Linked DNA regions of Canis lupus: region 2 is linked to region 1. Evidence: chromatin contacts called from public Hi-C data. All regions are on one chromosome and are shown on one strand. The core of a region is the stretch at or near the end of the contact, and the rest is flanking DNA. Distances in the headings are between cores, read along the strand shown. Region 1 holds the start of MRPS12 (28S ribosomal protein S12, mitochondrial). Region 2 holds the start of ACTN4 (alpha-actinin-4).

Region 1 (2,700 bases), core at 145-2,644:
GCAAGACTCTGCCCCTCCATGTCCTCACTGTGTCACAGGCACCATAATCACACCTACCCCCCGCCACCCCCCCGCAGTACGTGTATGAGGGGCTACCCTTAGAGACACATGTCAAGCCAGCCCAGAGTTGGGACACCCGGATGGCTCAGGGGTTGAGCACCTGCCTTTAGCTCAGCTTGTGATCCTGAGATCCAATCCTGCATCAGGCTCCCCGCAAGGAGCCTGCTTCTCCCTCTGCCTGTGTCTCTACGCCTCTGTGTGTCTCTCATGGGTAAATAAAATCTTAAAAAAATTAAAATAAAAAAAAAAATCTACCCCAGTTCCCTGGCAGGGTGCAAGCCTGTCATGTGATCCTTAGTGAGTGGCAACCAGAAAGTGCTTAATAAATATTGCAAAGAGTGAATAAATGACCGAAATACCTCGCAAAGGGCATGGCCAGGAGAAGGACGTGATGTCCCTAGAGCCAGTAAGGACGTAAATTAAGCATCCCCCTCCGTACCTGGCACACACTAGGATCTTGAAAAATACCAGCTGAACGAATGAGTTAAACGCTTTGCTTGGATGTCTCACCCACGGGGGGGGGGCGGGGAGGGGTTATTTAATAAGTATTTGCTGAAGAAATCGATAATTGACCCAACCGACCCGACGACGCCCCCAATGCAACGACTTCCCCCGTCACCCCTGCAGCGGGAGCTCTGCTAACACCCACCACGCATCCCTAGTTTTAAACCGCGATTCCCCGGGGGCTGCGGCAGAGGCACCCAAGTCCCAGCGCGGAAAACCCTCGTCCAGCTGCGTCTCTGCAGCTCGAGATCCCAACTTACCGTAACTTAGGGACGCGCGGAGGCCACGGAGAAGGCCGGACCAGGACATCCCGCCGTCTGCAGGGTCCCTGCGTTGGAGGATAAGAGAATCAGGAAGGAAAAGGGGACTGGCCGTAGCCCGGGCAGGGCCCAAATCCTCCCATCCCGTCCTCAGAGCCTTCGGATTTAAATCCGAGGAATTTCCTGACAGTCTAACCCCTCACGCTGCTGACACAAATTCCCTCCGTCAATTTTACTTTCGCTCTGAGTAGACTCCGGGCACCCAGCGACCTCTCCCCACCCCCCAATCCCCGCACACAGAAGGGAAACTGAGGAGAGACCCGGGAAGTCCTGAGAAGCAGGGGCTCCACCACCCACCCCAGCAAGGTCCGCAGGCACGCTGAAGCGACCTCTAGCCCGCCCGGAGGCCACCCTGCCAGGGATTGGCTGGACCTGCCTGTCGTGTACGCTGAGGGGGCGGGGCGTAGACCACGATTGGTCAACGACAGAGCCAATCTCGGTCAGTTTTTCCTTCCGAACTGCGTCGCAGACGCGAGCGGCGCTCACCGCCTTCCCGGGTCGCAGCTGCTTTGCAATTGGTCTAAACGCGGAGTGGGCGGGGCGAAGGGTGCGCGACTCCTTGTCCCCTGTCCAAGATGGCTGCGTCCATGGCGCGCCGCTTGTGGCTTTTGGTGGCTGGTCGGGGTCTTCGGCCCCGGAGAGGCTGCGTCCGCAGCCACAGCCCGAGGAGAACTTTCGCCACGGAGAGACGAGACCGGAACCTCCTGTACGAGCACGCGCGCGAGGGCTACAGCGCGCTCCCCGAGCTGGACATGGAGCGCCTGTGCGCATGCCCGGAAGAGGCCGCGCGCGCCCTGCAGCTCCGCAAGGGGGAGCTGCGGCCGGAAGACCTGCCCGCGATCGTGAGTGCGCTTGCGCCGGCCGTCAGCCGCGGGGCCGCGCGGGGCTTGCAGGAGACTCTCCGGCAGGGGGCGAACCTATCGCAGGAATGTTAGTTCTTTCCCGGGTTTAGCCGACACGTGCTTGGCACCCACGTATGTGCCAGTTATGCACGGAGTGCCAGGGTCCTCGTGTCTACACACCCATGAAGCGTCTGTTTCATAAAGCGTGCCGAATACCTGCTTTGCGCTTAGGAACTTCCCACATGCCAAGCTTAAGACCACAAAAAAATGGGGGAAAGGGGCAAAAAATGAGGGGTGGGGTGTAAATCAGAGGGTGGAGGGATCTGCCTTTGGAGAGTAAGAGGTAGAGTCCTGCCCCTGCCCCACGGGTAGCAGGCAGCTAAATATTTAATGAATGAATCGTTCTACCTGCAGCTATGTCAGCAGCATCTACTATGTCCCAGGTGTTGAGGATAAGGGGGTAAATAATATATAATATTACCTGCCACGGAACGAGAAGCAGAGCCACCATGTTGCTAGACCTTGCTGGGGTGCTAAGGAGGGTCCTGTTCTAAGGGCTCTGTACATTTTTGCCTCATTTCAGTTTCACAACCACCCTATGGTGCCATGATGGCCCTCATTAGAGGAGAAACTAAGGCCCAGAAAAATTACTTAAAAAGTGTGGCTGTTCCTCAAGAAATTAAACATGGAATTACCATATTATCCAGCAATCCCACTTCTGGGTATATTCCCCAAAGAAGGGAAAGCAGGGACTTGAACAGGTATTTGTGTACCCACGTTCATAGCAAGATTATTTACAGGAGCCGAAAGATGGAAGCGACCCAAGTGCCCATGGATGGATGAATAGATACACAAAATGTGGTACATACGTTACAGTGGGATATGATTCAGTAAAAAGGGAAGGACATTGTGACACGTGCTACAACATGAATGAACCTTGAGGACGTTATGCTAAGTGAAATAGGGCTATCACA
Region 2 (2,700 bases), core at 39-2,538, 280 kb after region 1:
TCCATCACACACTGCCTTCCCAACGACTTTCATTTTCCTAATCTCCCTCATTACCCGCCATTCCGCCGCTCCCATTCTTTCTCTCCAGGATGCTCACCTTTTCCACACTACCTTTTCCTTAGGCTCCTCCAAACCCTTGGCTGAGCTTTTCAACCGTCCATCAGTTCTTCAGAATCCCCTCTTCAAAACTCTCCAGGTTCCCTCTGCATCCCTCCATCAATTCCTCTTACTCCTCCCGCCTCCCACTCAGAACAGGACACCCCAAATAAATCTCTTCAAACACTTCTTACGACTCCGTAACTTCTTTCATTTGCACCCCTGCCCCCCCTCGCCCCCCACACCCCAGTCTCACACCCACTTCTTTCCTCTGCCCCTCTCCTTTTCCAAGTCTCCCAGGTCCCCCCACTACTCGTCAGACTCCACATCCCTTTCTTAGTACCCCCCTACTCCATCCTCAGACTTCTCCACCCCCTTTAGAACTCCCCCCAACCCCAAGGTTCTTCAGAGCTTTCTGCACTCCAAATAACCCCCTCCACCTCTCAGCCCCTCCTCAGGCTCCCCCAAACATCAATTCCATCCTGGCCCATAAATTCCAGACTCCTCCGTTCGTCTCCGCACCCCCAACCATCCTCTGACCCTTCCATCCCGCCTCAGACCCCAATTCCATTTTAGAGTCTCCAAGCATCTCGGTTTCCCCCAGTTCCCCGCCCAGGCCCTCCAATTCCTCCATCGGGCTGATTTCGTTTTTTGGTTTTGGGGGTTTTTTTTTGTTGTCGTTGTTTTTGACTTCCATATTCCCTACTCGGCCGCCAATTATTTTTTTCAGACTCCCAATTCCTTGCTCAAGTTCTACAGTTTCTTCTCAGGACTACAAACCCCTTCCCGGTCCCGCCAATTCCTTCTCCTGACCCCCGATTCCCATCACGGACCCTCCAATTCCCTCTCGAGACCTCCAACCCCCTTCCAGCGCCCCAACCTCCCTGGGAAGCCCCCCCTTGGGCCCGTCCGGCCCGCGGGCCGCGCACCTTGCGCTGCTGCTTCTCCCAGGCCGGGTCCAGCAGCAGGTCCCGGTCCCAGTCGTCTTCCTGGGCCATGTAGTCGCCCATGCTTCCCCCGCCGCCGGCGCCATTGCCCCCGCTGCTGGGGCCGTACTGGTACGACTGGTTCGCCGCGTGGTAGTCCACCATTCCGCCGCCTCTCGCTCGCCCACCAGCCCGTCCGCTCCCGCCTCAGCTCCCGCCCCTCTGCCCGAGCCTCCGCCGCCGCCGCCGCCGCTGCTTCAGCTGCCTCAGCCCGCCCTCCCCCAGCGCCTGCGCACTGCCTGCCGCGCCTGCGCACTGCGCCGCCGCCGCCGCCCTCTCGCGCGCGCGCGCACCTCCTAACCAGAAATCGCTGAGACCCGCGTCGGGGAGTTCGGCGCCTGCGCAGAGCCCACTTCCCCTGCCGCGCCTTCAGCTCAGGTACGCGCCGCGTCCTCTCTCCCGCGTGAGCGCGCGCGTCCTCTGCGTGTGGGCGGGGCCAGGTCATGAATGATTCATAAGGCGGGGTCTCGCCTTCAAGCCTTAACCTGCTCGGGCCTGGAACGTGTCTTCCCGGTCAGCAACACAAATTCAGCAAGTATTTATTAAACGCCTACTGTGTGCCAGATCATGTTTTATTACCCATTGGCACTAAACAAGATAGGCAAAAATTCCTGCCCGCTTGGAACTACCTTCTGGTGAAGGAAGGTAACAGAGTCGTAGGAAGTACGTATGCCAGGGTGGTAAGTGTTATGGAGAAAAATTAAGCATAAAAAAGAAAAAAAGAAAAATTAAGCATGAGCTGGAATGTCAAACAGTAGTCAGGGCAGGCTTTGCAGAAAAGGAGGACATTTGAATCCAGACCTGGAGGATTCACAAAATGCACATGAGAGTTAGGTAGATTGGAATTGATACTGGCTGACCTGGAAGATAAAAGAATTTGGGGACTTGTCAATCTTCATTCATTCAACAAACACTTATTGAGCATCTGTGGTGTGCCGGAATTGCTCTTGGATGCTGGCAATACAGTGCTGAGCGTGATAAGCAGGATTGGTTCTCAAATGGCTCACATGGTGGGGGGATGACAATAAGTAAACAAATAAATACAGATAAGTGATGTTGCCGTATTTTTTTGAAGATTTTATTTATTTATTCATGAGAGACACAGAGAGAGAGGCAGAGACATAGGCAGAGGGAGAAGCGGACTCGATCCCAGGACCCGAGATTCCTCCCTGAGCCAAAGGCAGACGCTCAGCCTCTGAGCCACCCAGGTGTCCCATGATGTTGCCATATTAACAGGCCTCTCAAATTTAAATATCCAAACCTAAGCTTCTGATCTTCCTAAACCTGATTGCCCCCACAGTCATCCCCATTTCAATTAATGGCACCTCCATCCTTCCAGCTGTGTGGGCAAATAGGTCAATCCTTGCCTCCTCTTTGTCTTCACACCCCACATCCAGTTTAGGAAATTCTGTTAGTTCCATCTTAAAAATATAAATGGGGGCTGCCTGGGTGGCGCAGTTGGTTAAGTGCTGGACTCTTGGTTTCTGCTCAGATCATGATCTCAGAGTCATGAGATCCAACCCCATGTGGAGCCTGCTTAAGCCTAGTATGCTTAAGACTCTCCCTCTTGTTCTGCCTCCTCCCCCAGTGTGTGTGCTTTTTCTTTTTCTCCCAAATA

What was found. Hi-C and Micro-C count contacts between places; a contact is called where the count stands out from the background.
Region 2: a Hi-C map of amygdala shows a contact between it and region 1, with 5 times the contacts expected there. The contact joins the promoter of ACTN4 here to the promoter of MRPS12 in region 1. A contact is called at or near these places in 2 of 9 Hi-C or Micro-C datasets (amygdala and blood).

What each region holds. Positions count from the first base shown.
Region 1 is chr1:114,977,732-114,980,431 of UU_Cfam_GSD_1.0, forward strand. MRPS12 (28S ribosomal protein S12, mitochondrial) reads right to left here and starts at 1,395. Exons shown (of 3, transcript XM_038528964.1): 1 at 1,371-1,395; 2 at 825-892. The coding sequence starts at 873. SARS2 (serine--tRNA ligase, mitochondrial) reads left to right here and starts at 1,408. Exons shown (of 16, transcript XM_038528950.1): 1 at 1,408-1,726. The coding sequence starts at 1,460.
Region 2 is chr1:115,257,903-115,260,602 of UU_Cfam_GSD_1.0, forward strand. ACTN4 (alpha-actinin-4) reads right to left here and starts at 1,289. Exons shown (of 21, transcript XM_038528971.1): 1 at 1,026-1,289. The coding sequence starts at 1,187.